Regions from separate parts of the Mus musculus genome. Here all the other regions are linked to region 2. A link is a contact called in public HiChIP or PLAC-seq and promoter capture Hi-C data. All regions are on one chromosome and are shown on one strand. The core of a region is the stretch at or near the end of the contact, and the rest is flanking DNA. Distances in the headings are between cores, read along the strand shown. Region 1 holds the start of Pus3 (pseudouridine synthase 3). Region 2 holds the start of Stt3a (STT3, subunit of the oligosaccharyltransferase complex, homolog A (S. cerevisiae)). Region 3 holds the start of Tirap (toll-interleukin 1 receptor (TIR) domain-containing adaptor protein). Region 4 holds the start of 4933422A05Rik (RIKEN cDNA 4933422A05 gene). Region 5 holds the start of 4930581F22Rik (RIKEN cDNA 4930581F22 gene).

Region 1 (4,540 bases), core at 450-2,949, 1.2 Mb before region 2:
ACGGATTAGCTTGTTTAAGAGTGAATTGGCTGCCAAATCCACTAAAAAAAAAAAAAGGCAAAATCACAAGAGGACATCAAACCTCCCGGATGACAGCTAATTAACTGTTATCTCCTACTGAGCAACAGTACATATCAACCAACAGCAGCTTGTTCTCATCTTCCTGACAAAAGGAAGTCCGAGAAGGAATGCCACAGCACCGAGGATTCCCTCCTTTTACCAAGACCCAGTTTCTTATGCTCTGTTGTGCAAACCCTTGACCACGTGCAGACCGACATCTAATTGCAATATCTTCCTAGCCAAACCGAAAATTCTTAATCTACACCTTGCAGTTTTCATTTCAACGTAGTCTAAAGGAATGCACCCCCCTCCTAATTCAGTACTCCCCCCCCATAGTATTCATTCAAAAAGAAAACAAAGATAGTGCTTTCCCAAGGAAATTAATCCTTTTAGCACAGTCAAAGCGATGGTAAACCAAGCAGCAGAGCTAATAGGTACATTCAGTCGAGCTTGTCTCCTACCTACATCGTCTTCATCATCATCATCATCTTCCGTGTTAAGAGAGCCGTCTATGAGGGTAAAAGGGAAAATAAGAAGCATAAAGAAAAATGTTGAGTGGAAACATACAATGCATTCTCAGAACGTCTCACAGACGCTACAGTGTATGCAAACAGAGCCATCTCCTGCAAGAGTAAAGCGATGTGCCTGAGGAGGTGGAGGATTTTCAGTGGAGAGGAAGGAAGCCAAAGCTATTTCATGGCAGATACATGGGGAAAGCAAAGGTGTTAATTAAGCCAGTCTTGCTTTAGCCTAACAACACTCACCTATGTTTGGGACTGTGGTACTCCTAATACCACGAAGGTTCTTCCTGGGATGGACGAGATTTGAAAACTATTGAAAGGCACAAAATTCAACCAAGGTTAGGAAGCAGGACATCAAGCAAGAAGCATGGCGCTATCCTACAGCAAGGGGAGGGAAGACCACCTCAAACTGCTTCCTTTGCAATGTTAAGGGTTAATGATTTCATTATAAGAATCTGTGTAATTGTATGAATTCTCATATAATAGAATGGGGGCTTCCATAGTCTCTCTTTATAAGGGCTCTTAGTTTGAATATGGGCAGCATCTGGGTGATGGGTGGTTTACAACTACAAGGGGAAGGTGGCTATGAAGATGAGAAGCCTGCTAAATGGTCAAAACCAGGATAGGAGAAAACTCAGTACAGATAGGACTAGCAGCTGCGCACTCTCTCTGTATTTCCTGAGGGGGTCTCTGCCCTTTCAAATCAAAGGTCGGTCCTTTCTGGGAGTCTCCTTTTCTGTGGCCTTTCCAGCCCAGCCCCCCATCACTTGACACCCCCCATCACTTGACACCCCGCTCTAAACGCCGGCCGGGCGCTCCCCTTCCCAGGGGACTTCCCTCGGGAGTCCCTGTTCTAGCCCCCGCCCCTGGGCCCTCCCCTGCTCAGCGGCAGTTACGTGGCTGTTCAGCCGCTCGCTCTCCGCCGCCCCGGCGTCGCCTCCCCAAAGTAACGACGCCATAGCTGCGGTCTCCGCTCTCGCCCCTGGCACGTGCTGCCACCCCCGCGCGGGGCAGCGCCGGCTCGGCTCAGTGGCCAATGGTCAGGCTCCGGGACCGGCGTCCGCCTCGCGACCACCCGTGGCGCGGCGCAGTGCGCAGGCGCGGGCCCGGCGCGGGGCGGGCGGAGGGAGAGAGGTGCGGGGCGCAGCTGTGCGGGACACCCGCGAGCTTTCCGTTTGACCAGCCGGCCATCCGCACAGCAGAGAGAAAGTGGGCACGGAGGCGGTACACACACCGCGCTGCAGGCTCTCGTGCGGGTATCTCTCCCGACAGCCCCGCTTGGGCATCACCAGGTGTGAGGTTGCACAGTGGAGGGAGAGATGGGCTTGACCAGAGGTTCAGAAGGAAAACAGAACTCAAGTGCGGACATGTGTCCAGGATACCTGTGATGTGCCCACATACACGCATATTTTAATTTTTATTCTAAGGAGGGGTCTCCTTTTAAAGCAATCTGGACCACCACTATCTATATCTATGACATGTATTGCACAGCTCTGGGGTAGCTCTTTGGTCCAACCTTATGCTAAGTTTGGACCAAAGAACCAGGATTTTCAGTTTTCTGACTGGAATTTTAAGACTTGGGGCAACATTTCTATAATTGTCAAAAGCAGAAACTCAAAACTGGAGCCATGATCTCTCCGTGGTGCTGAAGCAGAATTCCTTGGCCCTGTTCTGTCGCAATCTTTCAGTGTTTTCAGGTCAAAGCATTTCCCTTTAACCCTTACATTTACATTCTAGTAGTAAATGTTTCGACTCTCAAGGTTAAATTTCTGTTAATTAAACGATGTTGGGACAGGATCTTCAATCTCTTAGTTTTCATATAGGATAGCCAGCATTTGAAAATCTTTTTTTCTCATTTTAGACCAGACTATATTTCTCGTATTGGCTTGCGGTAAAGAGGAAGCTGCATCAGAAACCTGCGCATGCGGTGGGCTTCGGCTAAAAGCCCACACCGTGCCTTCCGAACTACATTTCCCAGAACCGTCGGCGCACGCTTGGTGAAGCCGCGCATGCTTACTGAAGACGGAAAGCCATAGCTTCCGGCTAGCCGCATGGCCGCCTACTGAGGACCGGAAGGTGAGTTAAACTCTGAGTTGGGCATCTTTGAGTTCTAGAGAGGAATGAACAGATGGAGGCTGAACTGCTACCTTCTGCCCTGGTATTTAAGTGTTTAAGAAGGCCTTGGTGTATGAAATGGGACTTAGGACAACGCATATCGTGTCGTGCCTGGAACTTCTAGCAGCTAGGAAATCCCATCGGCGGGGCTTAGAGTCTGTAACTAGTTTAGAGGGCCTCTACTACATCAAAATTGCTCAAATATGAACAGTGGAAGCCCATTAATTATGCTATGGAAGGAAGGGGTGGCGGGAAACTTTGGGTTTTGTTTTACACAATTCTTTTCAGAGTTGATTAATGGTCGTAGCGCGTCTCAAACCCTTTATTACAAAGGAAATGTGTACCCTCGCCATATACATTTAAACATTTAAAGAAGTTTCGTACATTTAGGGCGTGCTATTTTAGGGTGAAAGCTTGGTGCGCCCAGGAATTCCCTTTGTGGGTATTTGGTTACCCCCACACTGTATCTGCCAACCTTCTGAATTTCACTTATAAACCTAGTGTGCTGGAGCAAACAGTACTGGGCCAAGAGTCTTGGGAGTCATGACTTTAAAAATAATCTGCCTGGTGACTGGATTTACCTAGCCCAATTCATGCTTATAGGGATACTTAGTCAACTGGAACACTTGAAAAACCTTTTGATTTTTGTTATTTGAACTTTGAAGTCCCCACTCAAATGTTTTGAAAAGCTGATAGACTTTTAATCCTGCACCTAAGACTTGAGTTTTAACTATTCCCCGTGCTCTACATGTACGACAAATCTGGCTGTTTGATTTACAACATATTTGTACCACTTACTATGTATTCCCAGGCATTTGTGGCATAGTTCTGGCTCTGATACACCACTGAGTTTGCAGTTTTTACTTTCGTGGAGTGAGTGTACTAAGTCGAGTCCCGATTATTTTTCTTCTTGATGTGTCTAGCAATGGGTGGAACTGGGTAAATGTATTCTATCGATAGCATTAAATGGTAAGAAAATGTTTTAGCAGCTAGTAATTGCCAGTGCTGATCATGGTTCAGTGTTTTTCCTTCTTGAACAAGCACTCTGCTTTCAGGCCTAAGTTTAGTGCTTGAAATAGAAAACGGATTTTTAGCTACTCCTTACTGGACTCTCAAGATCTATGCCCAGTCTAGTTCATTTTTGTATCTGTCTTCATGTCAGGCTGTGTACAAACAAAACCTTTTTTGGATCAGAGGGAGAATCACAGCCTAGATCTAAGGTCTTCTTATATTGGGAAGTATTTAAAACAAGGTTCAAACTCCTCATTTTCCAAAATTCTTTAATAGATTAGCTTAATCCTAAAAAAAGAAAAAAAAAAAAAAAAAAAAACAAAACCCAAAAAACAAACCACAGTTTACAAGTTGTTTCAAAATGGCACTTACTTTGACAAAATCCAAATTCCAGTAGTTTTCCACCCCCCTCACAATTGCTGTATTTGAGAATTAGAAATTCAAGTGGTGTATTATATCTATGTGACATACCAACAACCCTCGGAAGAACCAGTGAAGTCCTTATTCTGTGTTCTGCCTGCTTTTCAAGGCAATTATATTTGAAGGAGAGATAAAGAACTAGGTTATCCTAACTCTTTTGGTAGGAGAGACATGTTTTTTAAAGACTTAAGAAGGAGAAAGCGGGAAGGGAAGCTTCTTGGGCATGACACCATTTGCAAGGTCACAACGCACACCCCACCGAAGGGCAGATCTTTTCTTCTCAGTTGGCACCAGGTAATTGTTTGGAACATACACATGTTGAGGCTTGGACGGAGGTTCTGTTCGGGAAAGCATTTGCCCTCGGACACTCCAGCGTAACTCCTTTCTATGATCTTCACCAGGAAACCGCATTG
Region 2 (4,380 bases), core at 898-3,397:
CAGAGTTACCAGTAACCTAGTTATATTGCCTTTCTGCCAAAAATAAAAGAACAAAAAAGAGTACTCAAAACACACACTCCACACGTCTATAATCCCAGGTATTTAAGAGACTGGGACAGAAGAATCAAAGGCTCCAGTTTAGAGAGAGCCTGTCCCAAGATAAAATTATTTAAAAGGGCTGCCCATGTAATTCAACAACGGAGTATTTGCCTAGAAGGCAAAAAAGCCCTGGTTTCCATCTTTCAGTACTACAAAAAGAAATATATATTCCACCCACAATTCTGTTTCCTAGTTGCACAGCAACCAAGTACAACTAGCAAAAGTAAGACACAAGGATCAGAAAGAAACAGAAGTGGAGGAGAAAGGAAAGTAGAAAAGGACGTGAAAATAGAAAGAGGGAAAACCAAACAAAGGTACTTGTTAAAAGGGAAAAAGAAAATAATCACGGAAACATAAGTGGGCATGAGAGGAGAGCGTACAAGCCAGGTACACTAGCCCATGTCTAGATTCCCAACACTTGGTGATACTGAGGAAGAGGATCACTGTACTGTTGAGTTCAGCATGGACCCAGTTAAGTTCTGAGTCAGTTTGGGTTAATGTGAGACCCTGCCACAGAGAAAGTTAAGTGGGGCTGAAGGTGGGGAAAGAGGGGGAGGTAATTTGGGCAGGAAGGTAAGTGGGAAGGGAGGGAAAGTGGAAATGAACATTACTTACTGAAGTGAAAGGAGAAATCTAGAAATCATGACTGACTAGACATAATTTCCAGCTATAAATCTAAGCCTCAATTGATTGGCTACAAGCTTTTTTCTGTTCCAAATCCCAGTGTGCATGCTCTCTGGCCAACTAAAGAGCAGGTGGTCACTAATGCAAGTTCAATCCATGCACTCAAGAGAGAAATATACTCAGGCCACCCACTACATATTCATTTTCAAAGTTCAAACTGTAACTACTGCTCAGGTCTATTTCCCTGTAACTCATTTCATGACCCAGAGAGAACTTGGAGCACCAGATGAAAATCTAGAGCAAAATTACAATAATAATAATAATAATTTTGTTTCTTCTAGACCAGAATAAATTTTGGAATGGTGGTAAGGGAAGCAATCTGCAGACAGTTCAGAATGGTGATCAATTATAGACAATTGGTATGTTAAGGACTAAGAAACAAAGAGTGTGGCAACTGAGAAAACGTAGCACTGTTCAAAACTATGCTGGGAAAGGGGAAACTGCATTATCTTGTTCCCTTCTTTCCAGGGACCAGGGGGTTGCAAAAGGAAAACACTGGACAAAATGGAAAACACGAAGACTCACACTGCGAAGTCTAACATCTTTCCTTTAATTAACTATACCAAAAGAGCAGTTTGGGCTGGTGTGATTAATTATAATTCCAAAGGGAAGGCTTATCACGCACTAATTCTGGGAAGTGAACAACTCAGTCCCATCTCTTGGGTTTGTAGTTGTTCTCAGGAGATAAGTGACATGGAAACTAAACACCACTGAGCTAATATGATCCACACACCTGAAGAGTAAGCAAAGGCAGCGAGAGTGCTAAAACCTGGACTTTAAAGCTAAACACTGCGAGTTTTCATACCGTTCTTGGCAATCTCCACACACCGATAGGGTACAGAAAGGGAAAGGACGCTTTTCTTATCTGCTCATCATCTCTCTGCTTCTCAGCTGTGTCTGCAAGCCTTGACCCACCCGAGCTCTAAATTCTAGGGCTGCAGCCTCGGTGGTTTTCCCACATACGTTTCCACGTCATCTTGTGCACCCTCACTGACTTCGAACCCACTATCTCAGCACACTCCGCGTGGCCCTTCCAAGCTAGTCCCAGGATCCTGTGCCCCACGCCCTCATGGCCAGAGTGCATTGCTCTGCCAAGACCCTTCCTCAGATCGTCTGGTGCCCCAATGCCTGGACGTCCCCATCTCACACTCCACGCCCCCTCCTCCGCCCAGGCCGCAGGCAGGCTCTGCTCCCCACCTCTACAGGCTTGTGTCCAGCACCTCGTTCGGGCCGGCCAACAGCCCGCGCGGCACCTGCCGCTAATCCTCTAGCGCTACCCCAGAGTTTCTCACCTCACGGATGCTCCTCAGGAACCCACTCTGCTCCCCCTGCCATCCGTTCAGCGGCGCACTCAACCCTGACAGCAGCCAAGGCCCGCCTCCCTGCCCGCTCCGCATTGGCTAGCCTCCGTCGATGTATATTTCAGGGGACCGACAGGATAACGGTTCTGTCTGTCATTTCGAGGGCGTGGATCGAGTCTGGATTCCTCCTTTTGAATGGACAATGTGACTGTCATTCACCCTGTTGAGAGGCGTGACTATGAAGTCCCACCGAACTGTGATAGGCCGGCGCGGGAAAGCGAAACGCGCGGAAAGAGCGTGCTCTGAACAGTTTGGTTGAGAGCCGAGCAGTGACGTGTCGGTCTGCGGACCAGGAAGGAGCGGCGATAGGAAGGAGTGGACGCTGTACCCTGGTCACATGAGCAGAAGCGGAAATACGTAAAGAAAGCGGCAGTCGTACCACGTCCGGAAAAGTTGGGCTGCAGATCCGTTTGTTTTTTAAGGTAGAAATGGCCCGTTACCTATTAAACGGTTAAAGGAGAGAAGATATGTTGTGAAAACTCTCAGCCTCCATGGTTCACACGAACCCACCTTGTGTAAGATGTGTCAACTAATAAGCCCAAGAATTGTTTCTGTGTTTGCAGTAACCTCGATAAAGGGACCTTTGACAAATTTCACCGAAACGTTTCACTCAGGTCTGACTTTATGGAAGGGCCCGGGAGGCCTTTTTAGGGTGTCACCGCCCGAGTCGGGCTGAGCCGGCAATAGCCTGCAGAAATTATCTCAAGGCTCGGAGCGGCTAGCCCTGGGCAATCAGGAGCAGCTTAGCATCGCCGGGCCCCTGCGAGGGTGACCTTTCCTCCCGGGCCCTCCGAGGATGGTACTGAGAACGGGCACAGGAAGGGGTTTCAGCTGCCAAACTCCAGTCTTTTCCGATATATACATATAAACAGATGTACTAATTCGAACACTTCCATGCCTTACAAGCCTCAAACCAAAGGCTACGGTAAGATTAGACCATCCAGATACCATTCATATTTGGTGCCAGTGACGCTGGCTTCTCTTTTCCTCTCCCATGAAGGGAAGCACCAACTATTGAAATCAGTACTTATTACAATAATGCATTTCCTCAAAATGCTCATGACCAGTTTTTACACCAGGACCTAACTCAATACCTCTTCTCTTTTGTTTTTATAGTAAATGTTCCATGTAGTTTTATTTTAGCAAGAATAACGGCAAAGCACACACTTGTGATGCCAGTGCTCCCAGAGTCTGAGGCAGGAGGAGCTAATTCCAGGCATCTTAATCTGAAGGAGATAAGCATGAGGACTTTACATACATTCAAACTCCTGTGGCTTCAAAACCTAGCTTAATTTCTTACATAGATAAATTATTTCTCACAGTTCTAGAGTCTGGGAAACAAAAGATTACAGTGCCCGAAACTGACGAAGACTTTTACCACGGCATTATATGGTGGGAGGTCACCTCAGACGTTTTATTTTAAAAAAAAAAAAAAAAATGCTAAGGTCAGGACTAGGGACAATGCTAGGGCTTGGTGGGTAAAGACAGTTGCCCCCTTACAATCTACAATCTTGCATTTGATTACCCAGGATCCACCTAAAGGTTGTAGAAGAGAACTGACCCCACAAAGTTGTCCACACCTCCACTGTGGCATGTATGTGCACACTTGTACACATACACACAGTAATAATAAAAGTTTTAAGGGGGCTGGTGAGATGGCTCAGAAGTTAAGAGTACCGTCTGCTCTTCCAAAGGTCCTGAGTTCAGATCCCAGCAACCACATGGTGGCTCACAACCATCTGTAACAAAAATCTGATGCCCTCTTCTGGAGTGTCTGAAGACAGCTACAGTGTACACACATATAATAAATAAATAAATAAATCCTAAAAGAAATTTTTAAAAAAAGTTTTAAGGGATGCTAGCCTAATAAATAAATAAATAAATAAATAAATCCTAAAAGAAATTAAAAAAAAGTTTTAAGGGATGCTAGCCTAGGCCTGGTGGAGGGCTTTCGTGTAGCTAGTTCAAGGACATCCTGGGTGTTTAATGAGACCCTATCTCAAAGAGTAAACAGAGGCCTGGTGATGTAATTCAGTAACTGCATGCTTCCCTGCATGCATGAGGTCCTAGATTAAGTTTCACATAGCAAAAGAGGTAAAAGAGCTAAAAGAAATTTAAATATATGTGTGTGTATATATATATATATATACGTATATATGTATATACACACATGAACATATATATTGATAAATACACACACACACACACACACACACACATATATATATATATATAT
Region 3 (4,745 bases), core at 884-3,383, 1.6 Mb before region 2:
AGGCTCTGTGCAGGTAAGCGTTCTATCTACTGAGCTAGCTATACCACCAGCCCGGAAAGGTGCTCTTTGCAGTCCATAGTATTAGGTCAACTTAAGTAGTGTTGTGGGGAAAATTAATCTCAATCTTGCATCTCAAACCATGAAAATTACATTTTAAATGGATAGGAGAGTTATCTGTCACCAGCAATAAAGATCTTATAGGAAAATATATGACCTAGTTTCTGACTTTGGAGTAGACAAAGCAAAATACAAATTGCTTTCTGAGACATGGTCTCATTCTGTAGAGGCTGGCCTAGAACTCAGTATGTAGGCCAGGGTGGTCTCAAACTCACAACAATCGCCCTGAGTGCTGAGACACAGGTTCAAGAACCATTATGTCTTGGGGGCGGGGGTGGGAAGGGGAGAAATCAAATGTGATACAGTCTGTAGGAGGGGAAATGATAAATTGGAAAATATTAACGTGAAGACTTTTGCTCCAAAGATACCATTAGGAGAGTAAGGAGACTCTACTGGGACAGGGAAAACATTTAAAAACGTGTATCTAACAACCGTCCAAATCCCAAATATTTCAAGAACTCTATAAACTGCTAAGAGACACACAGTTGGGGAGTAGACCTGAATAGTCATTTCACAGAGAGGATATTCAAATGACCAACAGACCAAAAGATGCTCGGTTTACCGGGCCTCAGAAAAATGCAAATTGAAACCTCCGGGCTTCAAAGCTGTGTAGTCAGCAGAACGGCTACAGAGAGAAGGCCGCTGGCTGGAGCGTGATGGGGACATGGAAGAATGGGAGCACACAGAATGTGCTGCTGGGAGTGACTGCCGTAACTTCTGTGCTTGCTTGCTTTGTTTTGAGATAGGGTTTGATAGCCCAGGCTGGCCCTGAACTTACCTCTTCTCACCTCCACCAGCGTGCTGGGATCACAGGTGTCTGCTGTGATAGCCAGCAAGCACAGTTTTTATTTTTAGCTTAGAAAATGTTCGTTTCTGTGCATGGATGTTTTGCCTGTGTGTGTGTGTGTGTGTCTATATATCACTTTCATGCCATGTGCCTGTAGAGGCCAGAGAGGGCATTGGGTCATCCGGAACCAGAGTTTGTGACAGAGATGTTTGTGAGCCACTATGTGGGTGAGGAGATTCAACTAGGGTCCTCTGAAACAGCAGCCAGTGCTCTTAACCACCGAGCCTCTGCTCTGGCCCCAAACACAACTGTTTTAGAAAGCTACTGCACACTATCAAACTGAGCAAAGGTACAAAAGTCACACAAACTCAAAACAGGCCAAAGCTGAAAACAACCATGTTCAGTAAATCGGATGACCAGTCCACAGTCCACCTTTTCGACATGATGTTATACATCAAGCAGCATATGTACGTACATAGACTTACTGTTCTGGATGCAGGTTACACAAGAAAGCCTGTGAAAAGTGGCTTGGTAGGACTCGGGATCTGTGTTTCGGTATGCTGGTTGATATTGTTTCTTAAAGTCTGAAAACAAAGCAAGGCTTCCTCTGAGTCATTCCTGGGTAGGTCTGTCCGATGGAGAACTCCCTACTTCCTTCTCTAGTTGCGCTTCTCGGGTTTCTGGTTTACCTGCCAGCCAGTGTCTGACCTAAGGACCGAACTGTTCCTACTCCCCTAGTCCCTCTGGTACTTGGCACTGTAGTAATCCCTGGTGGATGCCCGTTAAATGACCGTGATAGCAACGCCCAGTGGGTTCTTAACTTTAAATAAAGTGACACTAATGCAGAACTTTGCCACAAAGTCAAGCCCAGAGGGGCCAGGTTATGACAGGGCAGAGACTTCAGGGAGCTAGGGAGAGCCACTTGATGTGGCCGGACTGCTTGAAGCCCAGCCGGACTAACAGCTCCATGCTGGCATCGGTGCCACAGAAAGGTGGCGGCTTTCGGGGGAGTGCTGGACCCCAGATTGGAAGGGGCGGATCAGGGGAGCGTTGTCCCGGGGAAAGGGCTGACTCGGCAGGGCCCGTCCGCCCACCGCCCCGCGTCCCCGCCGCCCGCTCACCTACGCGGCTCCACGCTGCGGGTTGCAGACTCGTCCGGGAAGTGCCCGCGCCCCGGCTCCCGGAAGCTCCTCGGCCACGGCCCTCCCGCCCGCACTAGCCACTCTCCTGCCCACACCCGCCGGCCGGACCCTAGGGGGCGCTCGCCAGTCCGCGTCGCTCAAGATTCCCAGCTGCCTGGTTACGACCCGAGGCTGAACCCAGACACCCGAGCTCCCTGAGGCTGCCGTGAAGCCCTGAGCCGCGGTTTGTCTTGTGTGAGGGCAAAGGGACGAGGAGAAAACTCCAGAAAGGGAGGTGCAGACCTTACCTTCTTTCGCACGGTTGGGGAAAATGAGACTTTCATCCCCTTAAGTAAGGTAGGTTAAGTGGACAAAGAAGCCGGCTAGCCCCTGGGAGGTCCGTTCTTTTACTGGGATATGGGTCCCATTAAGGTTGCTGCCCACAGGCTGGAATCAGTCTGGCCAAAAGTGCTGGCCTTCAGGGCAGGGATTTCCTAATGGCATTTCAACTGCATTTCCAAGGGTACCAAAATAACTGCAAAAAAAGGGTGGCTGGGCAAAGTGTTGGTAAGCCCTGATGAAATATTTAAGTCCTCTGCCTCCACTTCTTAGAGTTCCTGCTGTGAGCTTTGTGAAACGCCAAGGGAATATTGTTATTAAAACACCAACCTAAAACCAACTCACATGAAATACTGCAGGTGGCAGGAGTAGAATGGGCTGGTGTAAGGCCTTATTAGCCCACTCTTGATTTCTTTTTCTCTCCAGCCAAGCCAACCTGTAACTTGTTCAGAGGGAGGCAGTTGATGCCGTGGCGCTGTTCATGAATGATCTTTCTAGGTTTACTCATCAAAATTACATTCTCTGGATGCTGGTGTTGTGAGAGATGAATATTCATAAGAATTCCTGGAAAGCAATTGTGTCTGCAAAGGCTGACTTACTGATTAGAACTGCAGTGAGTTGGAGAGATAGGAATATTGCCTGTCCGGAGGCTCAGCTAGCTCTAAACCCCACGGATCGGCCAGCCATACCTTGAGCAGATCCCTAGCTGCCCAACCCGAAAGCTATCATCAGATAACACCTGAGTCCTACAGCAAAGGTCTCCCCAGCCCCAGTCTTGCTGTACTGCCTCTGCGATGTGCCCGACAATGTATTTTAAACTTGGCTTGATTTATGACTTTGTTCTGTAACAATTTAAAACGTTGTGAAGCTCCTTCCACACTGAAACATGCAGTTTAGGATAACCTAAATCTATATTCCTGGGACGTGGTCACTCAGGTATGGCTCAAGAATAAACCATTTCTTTTTTTTTTTTTTTTTTTTTTTAGCATATCTAAACCCTTTTTTTTTTAAAAGATTTTATTTATTTATTTATTTATTTATTTATTTATGTAAGCACACTGTCGCTGTCTTCAGACACTCCAGAAGAGGGAGTCAGATTTCGTTACGGATGGTTGTGAGCCACCATGTGGTTGCTGGGATTTGAACTCTGGACCTTCAGAAGAGCAGTCGGGTGCTCTTACCCACTGAGCCATCTCACCAGCCCCGAATAAACCATTTCTTATCCTGTTAGGGATAAAAGCTTTTGGGAAAGAGCTGTCTCACACCCACCCTCCACCCCAACCCCCAGCAGCTGGACACCCAGCAGTTGCTCACACTTGGTGGATGGCTCCTTGGCGAGGACATCTCTGCTTCTCCCTTTGGCCTCTGCCCAGCTGTGCTTGTGAAAACTGCCTCTCTTCCAGCCAGGTTCATTTTTGCATCCTGTAAGGAAAGATTTCCTCCCCAATAGCCTAGGCTAGCTTCAAACTTGTAATTAAAATGAATGAATTTTTTTTTCATCTTCCTGCCTCTAAGTTCTGGGATTAAAGGCTTGGGCCACTCTACCTGGCCAAGAAACTGAGGCTGGAGTACCTGCCCACCCAGAGGACCTGAGTTGATGCCCAGCACCCATATCCAGTGGCTCACAGTTGTATGTAACTCCAGCTTGAGGGAAGGACTCCCTTGTCATCTGCCCCCACCCCCAGCATACACGCACAAATGAAATAAAGATTTTACACATTATTATTGCATGTGTGTAGGTCAGAGGGCAGCTTTTGGGAGTTGGTTCTCTTCTACCTTGTTGAGGTAGGATATCTCTTGTCTCCACCATCCTATGTACTCCAGGCTGGCTGGCTCTTGAGGTTCCAGGCAATTCCCCTGTCTCTACTTTCCTGACATATTGAACCCTGGGATTGCACACATATGCAACCATACCATGCATTTTAACTTGGGTTCTGGGGATTGAAACTAAGCTGTCAGGCCTAAATGGCATCTTGAGCCATCTGCCCTACCTCTCATTGCAGTATAAACCCCCTGGGGCCAGGAAGGATCTTTAGGGTCCAGCAGGAATGCTTCGATGGGCAGAGTACAGGAGAAAGTGTGGGGTTGCTAGATTTGGGGACAAAGATGAGGGCTTGGCCCAGCCCCTCATATAGTTGAAAGGGCAAAGCAGATGCAATCACATGTCCATAAAGGCTTTCTCATGAGACAAGATTAAAGCCCTGTGGAAGTAGGGGTTTCCTTAAGCACTGATTACAACATCTATTTCTTTGAACCCTTAGACTGATGCTGTGCTGAAATCACTATGGGGCACTGTGAATGTTGGTGGGTTACATGGACTGATCAATGGAAGAGAGCCACTACAGGATGAATTCAGGCTTCTTAGCAGCGTGGGGTGGGGG
Region 4 (4,185 bases), core at 614-3,113, 1.5 Mb before region 2:
AACATAAGCTCCAGTTCTTGCCCCTTGCTTAGGGATGAAAGGGCTCAAACCATAATAAGCTAAGATGATCTTTATTGGAGACAGCCTGGCATCATCTCCTTTGGCTGGCAATCTGAATAAATCTTTCTTGCCCCTGTCTTCAGCTCATTAGACACGTTTCCTATCGGCAAAGAGGAAAAGGTTTAGCAACACTTGATCATCTAAAATCATGGTGTCTGAGTTTGGCAGCAGGCTACACACGTTGTTTGTTTGCCATTATCTGTGCTTCTCAAGATACAGGGACAAGCTTTGCACAGTGTCAGTATGGTAGCCAATGAGGGTTATCCGAGGCTCGATTGATTCAAATTGAAAGACACAGGGACAAGAATTTGACACCTAGAAAATACCACTAATTGGCTTTGATTCAGAAACCCAAATGGCCAATGGGGTGGGCCATGACCTGGTAGGTGCTTGGAGAACTCTCAGGCACTGCTACCTCCCAGGAGCCAGGCAGCAGCCCAAAGGCCAGCCTGGATGTAGGGCATACCAAGGCTGTGCCTATCTTCTAGAGAGAACTGGACTTCCCTGTTGGAGCTTCTCTTCACAGCAGTGTTTGAGGCAGGGAAAACAACGAAGTCCCTTTTCTGTGTTCTCTTATACCTTAGAAAGGGTTTAAATATTTATCAGATCCTTGCTGGGTTGGCCTGCTTAAGCAGTGGGTCTTGCTGTATAAGGTGACATCTGTAATTGTCACAGATACAGTAAGAGGATCTGTTAGCATGGTTTGAGAAACTGGAGGAACCTGTGCCATGCCTAACATGAACTTCACCGGGTTAGAATGTTGATCAACAGCAGTTACATCATGTAACTAGTGTGTGAAGATGGTGTCCCCCTCTTTTCTTCCCCCTTAAAGTCATACATGCACATAATTTAAAAATGAGAACTTGTGATGGGAAATGCCAAAAAGCTGCCCAAGTACAGCTTTGTTGTTAGCCTTCTATGAGATATGTATCTGTGCCTCTGAGAAGTACTGCAGAGTCTGGAGGGGCAGGTGGCTCACCCGAAGCCCACTCTGAGAGCAGTAACTTGCCTCTTGGGTATGTGGGATTTTTTTCAGCCTGGGAATGTTCTACCTAAGCCCACAAATCCATTTTCAGCCTTCAAACTACATGTGTCTTTACATCTGATAACTGGGTCTCCTGCTCAGGGCTTCAAGAGCTCCTTCTATGCCTTCTCATTTGATTGACATCCAGGCTTTTAGAAGGGTTCTGGGCAGACACCCTGCTGAGCTCCACTTTCACCTGCAGATCCAGGTGAGCTTGGCACCCTCCTCCTGTGTGCTGATGACAGTTGGTCTTTTTCCTTGGTTTCTCTGAGCTCTAGATCCCCATGTGTCTCTGCCATGGGCATGATGCTCTTGAAGCTCCGCTATAGCTCTCTCACATCATGTGTTATGTATGCCAGGAAACATTTGTGAACCCCCGAAAGATCACCAAGGAGCTGAATCCAATGCAGTTGCATTAGCGTCTCCTTATTCAAGCTGGAGCTTGGGCTCCCAGGCATCCCTTGCACAGTAGGAAGGTGGAGCCCTGAGCCTAGTTTTAGGCAAGCATGATAGAAGCAAGAAGGGACTATCTGACTGGGGAGCCATTATAACCTTTAACATAATTGGCTGGTACTGGGAACCAAATCATAAACTTAACTTCTGTTTTCTTCCTGTTTGGTGGTTGCTAAGAAGTGAGGTGTTTGTTAGGGGCAGGCTTTTAATCTGGAGAAACAGATTTGTTGGGGAATAACTTGGAAACTGGTACTAGGCACAGGTCTTGTGGAAGGGGGTGGGGGTGGGGTTGGAATCTGGTAACCTGGAAACTGGTGCTAGGTGCCAGTTGGTTAATAACTCACGTTCAACCTTAGGTTAGGTTTTCTAAGATGGAGTCTGAACCCAAACGATTTGGTCTCTCACATGCAGACTGGAATTGAACCTAGGTCATGTAGAAGGACAGCTAATGCTCTTAACCCTTGGGTATCTTTCCAGCACCCTATTTTTTTTTTTTTTTTTGAGGAACATCCATGTTGATTTGATTTCCACTCTGAATGCACTAATATATATTCTCACCAGCAATGATTATAGATGGTAGTGAGCCACCCTATGGTTTCTGGGAATTGAACTCAGGACCTCTGGAACAACAATCAGTACTCTTAATCACCGAGCCATCTCTTCAGCCCTGCTTTCCCCCTTTTCATCTTTTTTTTTTTTTTTTTTTTGTAGGAACCATCTTTTATTGGGGGAGGGCTCATCAATTCTTCTTGGCCGCCAACTTCCTCATGGCTGCCAGCACGTTGCTCAGCTCCTCCCGCTTTCTCTTGGCGCGGATGTGCGTGCCCACTCTCTTCTTGATGAACTTGAGTGCGCGCTTGTCCTTGGACACTTTGAGCAACTCCATGGCTCGCCGCTTGTAGGGCGCGAAGCCGCACACCTCCCGGATCATGTCCTGCACGAACTTGGTGTGTATGGTGGGGCGCCCACGTCGCCGGCTGTGTCTCGGCTTACTGACATTTTTTGTCACCTTGTGGCCCTTGTTGAGGCCCACGGCCATGGGGTAGCACAGAGCCATGGCTGCTGCTCTCCGATGGCGGCCGGGACAGGAAGCTTCATCCTTTCTTTTATTTTACAATATTTTAAATTTATTCATTTCATACATGAATGTAAGATATTTTGATCATGTTCTCCCAGCATCCCCTTCTTTTATTTACTTCTCACTCCCAACAGTTCTGTCTTTCCACTCTCATATCCTTTTTTCTTACTCTTCTCTCATATATAACATCTCAGCCATAGTTTCCCCTTCCTCTTCTCCTCCCAGTCCCTCCATCCCACCTCCCTTCTCCTTCAGATCCACCACTCCTAGAAAGCATCAGATTGTCTTCCAAGCAGCAAGGATGAGGGTCTCAAAGCCCACCCCTACACTTCCTCCAACAAGGCCATGCCTAATAGTGGCTGCCACTCCCTGGGCCAAGCATCTTCAAACCACCACACCTTGTAATATGAAGGTGTTCCTGTGTGGATGAGTTTATTTTGTCAACTCTTCTTTTTCTCAGCAACTACTAACTAACACAAACCATAGATACTTGTCCTTAAAGCTTTGAGACTGTCTACCATCAGCACTTGTAAGTCTCCCAGACCTTTTGAGCTCATTTCCATGTATGGGGTAAAGAGGGAGTCTAGCCAGGCAGCTGATCGTCCTAAAGCCACTTGTGGGGAGAATCTTATTACCTCGTGGTGTTGTTGTGACAAAATTTTCTTTCGTTTTGTTTGAAGGTTACAGTGGATTGAATTATAAACAACGTCATGGGGCAAGATTTCATTTTATGATGACAGTGTAAGTGAAGTGAATTGTCTGATACTGCCACCAGATGGCAGTAGTGCCCCATATTTTGCCTATTTCTTATTTCCACTTCCCCAAAAGTGGGAATAGGTTTTAACCAAATACCAAATATCCTCCACAAATCATTCTTTGTCTTTCTTGCCCTCTTGATGAACTTGACTTTGGCCACTCCAGTGCTGTGACTCTTGTTCCTCTGTTATTGTTTTCTTGGCTAGCTTGAGCCTGACTTTTCTGTTCCACGGTGAAGGGGTGAAATTCGTAGGGAGAGGCCATGCTTTGGGTTGCTGGGGAGGATGTGAAATAGAATTCGATTCAGACTCAGCGATAAGAGGTTCATGATATGAAAAATGGAGAGTTTGATCCAGCTGGTCTCAACTAACAAGAGGCCTGGCAGGAATGTGTGCTCACCGCAGGGCTACAACAGCTTAAGCCAGAGATCCCGGTCTGGTCTCTAGCTCTTGGCTAGTTAACTAGGGCTCAGGGTCTAACAACTTGCCTTGTCCCTCAGTCACATGTACTAGTTGGTAGGTAAGTATGATCTTGACTCATTAATATTATACAGACAAATTATTAGTTTGTCATCTAGTAAATAGCCAAGAGAAAATAAAGGTGATGAGTTTGGAAGGTCCTGATCTAAGGATGGGTTTTGGGTGAGGAAGTGAATAGGAAAAGAGGCCCACTCCCTCCTTTTGCATTGCTTGCTGGGTGAGGAAGGCCCTCCAGGCAGGCCTGCCTCCTGTGCTTCTCTCCACAGGATCTTTGTTGCTCTAAATGCCAGTCTGACAGGAACTTACGGATCCTCAGCTCTTCAGGTCTTTGCACC
Region 5 (4,156 bases), core at 273-2,772, 1.7 Mb before region 2:
TATGACAGGTAAACACTTTACCAACTGCATTCCTTGTGTCGTTGTCCGTCCTCCCCCCCCCCCGCCGCCCCCCCCCCCAGTACTGGGATTGTAGGCAGCTCCGTCTGTCACTGAACCACACCCCCAGTCCCTAATTTACTTTTATGACTTCTGCCTGCATACCTCTCTTTATCTCCATCATCACCTTGAAATCTTTGGGGACTGGCCCAACTCCTGGCTTGCTGTAGTGGGGCTGGGGGATCGGATGTGTTGAGGAGGGTGAAATGAGTGGGAGGTGAGGCCCAGGGTTCAGTAAGCAGCCAAAGATGCCTTCCCCTATGCAACAGGACAGGCCATAGGGGATGCTCAGAGTAGGGCAGAGGCAGAATAAGTTTGAGGAAGCCGAGCGGTGTCAGTTTTCTCAAAGGATGTTTGCAGACCAACTCCCAACAGAACAAAACATGTCCAGTTATTTCTGAGGCCCTAAGTGACTGGCACCTCCTAGGTAGCACTCTAGGGGTGCCTGGGAAAGTAAGGTTATGGATGGTGTTTCACTAGCAAACTCACAACATTCCCTCTGTACCCCTGATACTTACACATATCAATTCGTTTACAACCCCCTGGGTAGAGAGGCCTGGAGGGGCCAAGTGGGATCTGTAGCACTGACCCTGCCCTGTGGTATTGGTGTGTGCCCCTTGTGAGAGACAACTATCACTGTGGTACTATTCAAACCCAGACTAGCCTTTTAAGCCTGACCGGGGGGAGGGGGGGGGGAGGATCTAGCCTAGAGGACAGAGAACAGAGTAGATCAGACTCATAAACCAGAAAGTCTACCCCTCGGTCTGGGAGGAATGGCAGTGGTACAAGACACGTTGGCATCTCGGGGCTGCCCATAGGTCTCAGCCAGCAAGGGTCTCAGAGAGGCACCTAGAACAGACATAGACAAGGGTTCTGCCCCAGCTCTAGGTTAACTTCTCAGTCTTATCCTAGGCCTTCTCACTGCCCATTACCCAGGCAACTTTGAAGCACAGTTGGCCCAAAGACCCCCCCTAATCCCTGGACACAGCCACCCTGCAATTTGGCAAGCCCACCTTTGGGCTTTGCCTCAGCGACCTTGCAACTCCAGCACACAGGCAGACCCTGCAAAACTTGTCACCTCTAGCAAAGCCAGCCCACACGTCCTGACTTCGGAGGATGCTAGAGGTGATAGTCACCCATTCAGCTAGGACGCAAGAGCGACAGGGTTGGGGGTTAGAAACTTTCCGGAGGATTGTCCTGCTCACTCACTCCTAGAGAGCGAGACAAGTCAGGCTTCCCGCGAAAATCTAGTCCAAGCAAGGGACCCAGCTCCCCAGGGCTGTGGCCACCCTACACCAACCCCGTGCAGCGTGGCGTCCACGTGCGGGGCCCCCCGACCACCTCTCCGAGCCGTGGCGGGAGGCTGCAGCCTCGCAGCCCCGTCACTCCCCGCCCTCCGCCGCGGGGCCCCAGAGCCCGGCTGCCGCGTACTCACCCTCGCGGGTGGAGCGGGGCGGGGCGAGGTAAATCCGCGCGCAGCTCCGATCCGTTAGGCGCCCCGACTGGCGGGGCAGCACTGGCGCAGTGGCTCCGCTCGGCCCGGTCCCTGTCCCGGGAGCGGGGCCGGCCTGGGAGCGGGCAAGTCCGCCTGAAGGGGAGGCGGGGGCCAGGGCTTGGGCGGGGGGCGGGGGGCGGGGAAGGGGCCGGACACGCTTGCGCACACGGTCGGGAAGCCGACAGCCGCGAACGCCGCGCTGGAGGGAGGGCGCACCGAGAGAGGGAGGGCGCGGAGAAAGGAGGGAGCTAAGAAGGGAGGGAGGGCATCGAGGAGGGAGGGCGCGCCGAAGGAGGGAGGACGCAGAGAAAGGAGGGAGTAAGGAGGGAGGGAGGGCGCAGAGGAAGGAGGGCGAGGGTGTGAGGCCGCGGGGAGACTGGGGTTGGCCTGGAGGCCTCCCTGGCCTGGAGAGAGACGGCCGGGGTGCGGGAGGCTGGATCGGGTGAGGGCAAACCCAGGGCAAGCGCTGCCTGTGAATGGCTCCAAGATGAGTATGCCCAACGTTGCCTCTAGCACTGATCCCACGCTCTCCTGGAAACAATAACCAAGAAAGGCTTCTTTGCTGTCCCCGCGCGGTTAAAAAAAAAAAAAGTATCCTTTTCTCTCTACAGAAACTCAAGAACAGGAATAGAAGTCCATCCTTCCAATATCCTCCCATGCCCTCATGGCAGTCAGGTGACCTAAATTGACGAGCCTTTTCTCTGCCCCAGGCCGGCCTATGCGCCCCAAACTGCTCCCTTAGCTCTTCCTCCTTTGCATACCCTCTCTTAGCCTTGGATAACTTCTCAGTTTCCGTTCTTGCTGAAGGCGCCAGGCATCCTGTCTCCAGAGGAAACCCCTTCAAGCCTTTAACCCTGATGCCGTGGGCTCTAGAATTGCCTGGACTGCAAACAGTGCAGAAACCACCCTGCAGGACTGTCCATTTCAGGAGTCAGCACAGTGTTACCCAGTTCCTAGCTTGAGCACCCTGGGGCTACAAGGAAAGTATTAGATCCAGTCCCCCTTCCCCCGGAAGCTTGCTATCTAGTTGCAGAGAAGGGGTGGCGGGTGTTGTGCTGGACTCCCATCAAGAAACAGGCGGCACAGGATGTGACTAAGTGTAAGTAAGATGTGAATAACTGACAGTAAGTGCCCAGGGTTTTAACGGAGTTTAAAGTCATCGTCAGGGGAAGCTGGAGGTCTCATGTGTTGGGACTCTCCAATTCACAACAAAACGAAGAGGTGGCCTCCAGCTTCTTCCATTCCGGCTGTTTCCATCTGAATTATACCTTGCATAGGTGGAAGCTCTTTGGCAGCTCACCAAAACCTAGTTTTATTTGAATGGTACCTTTGGCCTGACAGTCACCTAGTCACTCAACAAATATTTATTACATTTCATGTCCTGGTCTGGAGCTAAGCTGGGAATAGACAATACAATGACTATGTCTCTGTGTTTGGCAAGGGAAAAAGAAGAAGGCAAAAGAAAAACTGCTCGGGGAGAAAGAACAACTGAAATATGTCTGGCAAGTTGATTCAAGAAACAGTTGCCCGGCCTCCAAACCTGGATAAGTCTTCACCAAACTAGGTACAAAGACAAGTTCTTGCTAAAGGTAAAAATCCTTCTACCATAAAATTGAGCTTAAGAATCAGCTTTTTTTTTCTTCTTTCTTTTGAGCCTAGAGACTTGAGTCCTAATCCTGCTTCTGCCACTAAATAGCTTTCCTTTTCTTAATGGGGGGGAAAAAAAAGATCAGTGGAAATAACTGAGCTTATTCAAAGAGCATTATTAGTATTGAATGAGACAATGGAGGGGAACTTGTCCTGAAATCACCATATGATATATATGTGCTCAATAAACATGCAGACAAATGCCTTTTAAACATATAACATGCATGCACTCAGAAGCACAGCGTCAAGCCTATCCTAGCCCCCATCATCCACTTTATCTTACTATGTGTTTATGACTTGTCTCTTGCACTTTCTTCTTCCTCCACCAGCACCCCTTAGGGGAAAAAAAAAATCCCACTAAGTAACCCAGGCTGACCTAGAACTTGTGATCCTCCTGCCTCACCCTTCTGAGAACCAAGATTACACAGTTTCTTAACAGTACAGACAGAAGCTGAACCAGCAACTTAGAATCCCCTGTATCTCTGAGGAAGAGAAGGAAGCGATTCTAACATAAGGACTTCTTTCATCCTAGACTTCTGGGTTCTAGGTTCTTGCCAATCCCACTGCACCCCTTGACAGGACACTACAAGTTGCTTACCATGAGTCAGGGATGTAACAAGCTGGGCTTTGGCCTTAAGGGACTATTCCTTTCCGAGGTTAGCTGTGATGAGGTGAGCCAAGACAACCTTCAGAATAACAGCAGTAAGTCTTACTCGGCTGGCAAGCAAACCGCTTCCATCCCCATCCTTTTGCCTCCTCTTTTACCTGTCCTGTTCTCCTAGGTAGATGTGGCAAACACCTGACTCCTGGGACAACCACTGGAACCTCAAACAGAGGGAGGAGACGGGGTGTGGGAGGAGGCAGGTGCATCTGGGCCAGGAGGCTCCTGCTGGCCAGGCAGCTAGCTACCTGACAAATATGCCTCCTCCCAGACATCTGGCTCCTGTCCCTCACATG

Evidence for each region. Promoter capture Hi-C pulls out the DNA fragments that hold promoters and counts their contacts. HiChIP or PLAC-seq counts read pairs in DNA pulled down with a chosen protein or histone mark. Capture Hi-C pulls out chosen DNA fragments and counts their contacts.
Region 1: a contact with region 2 is called in an H3K27ac HiChIP or PLAC-seq map of thymic regulatory T cells, with 15 times the contacts expected there. The contact joins the promoter of Pus3 here to the promoter of Stt3a in region 2. A contact is called at or near these places in 17 of 39 promoter capture datasets (the 3T3-L1 cell line, the C10 cell line, HPC-7-derived erythroid cells and 11 more), 7 of 484 Hi-C or Micro-C datasets (Th1 cells, cortical neurons, embryonic stem cells and 4 more), 26 of 115 datasets of contacts at active chromatin or transcription factors (the 230-238 cell line, CD8 T cells, the NIH/3T3 cell line and 15 more) and 3 of 9 other capture datasets (adipose tissue, liver and pancreatic islet).
Region 3: a contact with region 2 is called in an H3K4me3 HiChIP or PLAC-seq map of the 230-238 cell line, with 7 times the contacts expected there. The contact joins the promoter of Tirap here to the promoter of Stt3a in region 2. A contact is called at or near these places in 3 of 39 promoter capture datasets (the C10 cell line, the HPC-7 cell line and embryonic stem cells), 1 of 484 Hi-C or Micro-C datasets (regulatory T cells), 10 of 115 datasets of contacts at active chromatin or transcription factors (the 230-238 cell line, acute myeloid leukemia, astrocytes and 5 more) and 2 of 9 other capture datasets (adipose tissue and liver).
Region 4: a promoter capture Hi-C map of liver shows a contact between it and region 2, with 6 times the contacts expected there. The contact joins the promoter of 4933422A05Rik here to the promoter of Stt3a in region 2. A contact is called at or near these places in 5 of 39 promoter capture datasets (the 3T3-L1 cell line, cranial neural crest, embryonic stem cells and 2 more), 3 of 484 Hi-C or Micro-C datasets (B cells, bone marrow-derived macrophages and cardiomyocytes), 8 of 115 datasets of contacts at active chromatin or transcription factors (acute myeloid leukemia, astrocytes, embryonic forebrain and 5 more) and 2 of 9 other capture datasets (liver and macrophages).
Region 5: a promoter capture Hi-C map of pre-B cells shows a contact between it and region 2, with 5 times the contacts expected there. The contact joins the promoter of 4930581F22Rik here to the promoter of Stt3a in region 2. A contact is called at or near these places in 4 of 39 promoter capture datasets (cranial neural crest, embryonic stem cells, liver and 1 more), 1 of 484 Hi-C or Micro-C datasets (CD4 T cells), 2 of 115 datasets of contacts at active chromatin or transcription factors (large pre-B cells and thymic regulatory T cells) and 2 of 9 other capture datasets (adipose tissue and liver).

Annotation. Positions count from the first base shown.
Region 1 is chr9:35,556,861-35,561,400 of GRCm38.p6, forward strand. It overlaps Pus3 (pseudouridine synthase 3), which reads left to right and starts at 1,700. Exons shown (of 5, transcript NM_023292.5): 1 at 1,700-1,873; 2 at 2,443-2,657. It overlaps Ddx25 (DEAD box helicase 25), which reads right to left and starts at 1,610. Exons shown (of 12, transcript NM_013932.4): 1 at 1,478-1,610; 2 at 825-891; 3 at 522-569; 4 at 1-41. The coding sequence starts at 1,540. It overlaps Hyls1 (HYLS1, centriolar and ciliogenesis associated), which reads right to left. Exons shown (of 4, transcript NM_029762.1): 4 at 3,961-4,540. The coding sequence ends at 4,314.
Region 2 is chr9:36,765,475-36,769,854 of GRCm38.p6, forward strand. It overlaps Stt3a (STT3, subunit of the oligosaccharyltransferase complex, homolog A (S. cerevisiae)), which reads right to left and starts at 2,148. Exons shown (of 18, transcript NM_008408.5): 1 at 2,076-2,148. Gm26787 (predicted gene, 26787) reads left to right here and starts at 2,413. Exons shown (of 4, transcript NR_166654.1): 1 at 2,413-2,566.
Region 3 is chr9:35,197,832-35,202,576 of GRCm38.p6, forward strand. It overlaps Tirap (toll-interleukin 1 receptor (TIR) domain-containing adaptor protein), which reads right to left and starts at 2,134. Exons shown (of 7, transcript NM_054096.2): 1 at 2,026-2,134; 2 at 1,380-1,488.
Region 4 is chr9:35,279,242-35,283,426 of GRCm38.p6, forward strand. It overlaps 4933422A05Rik (RIKEN cDNA 4933422A05 gene), which reads left to right and starts at 1,864. Exons shown (of 5, transcript NR_040715.1): 1 at 1,864-1,965; 2 at 3,296-3,356; 3 at 4,117-4,185. It also overlaps the pseudogene Gm5614.
Region 5 is chr9:35,115,206-35,119,361 of GRCm38.p6, forward strand. 4930581F22Rik (RIKEN cDNA 4930581F22 gene) reads left to right here and starts at 1,523. Exons shown (of 6, transcript NR_029475.1): 1 at 1,523-1,635; 2 at 2,164-3,141. St3gal4 (ST3 beta-galactoside alpha-2,3-sialyltransferase 4) reads right to left here and starts at 1,659. Exons shown (of 11, transcript NM_009178.4): 1 at 1,493-1,659. LOC115487216 (a long non-coding RNA gene) reads right to left here. Exons shown (of 3, transcript XR_003948311.1): 1 at 3,965-4,156; 2 at 3,798-3,885; 3 at 1,995-2,083.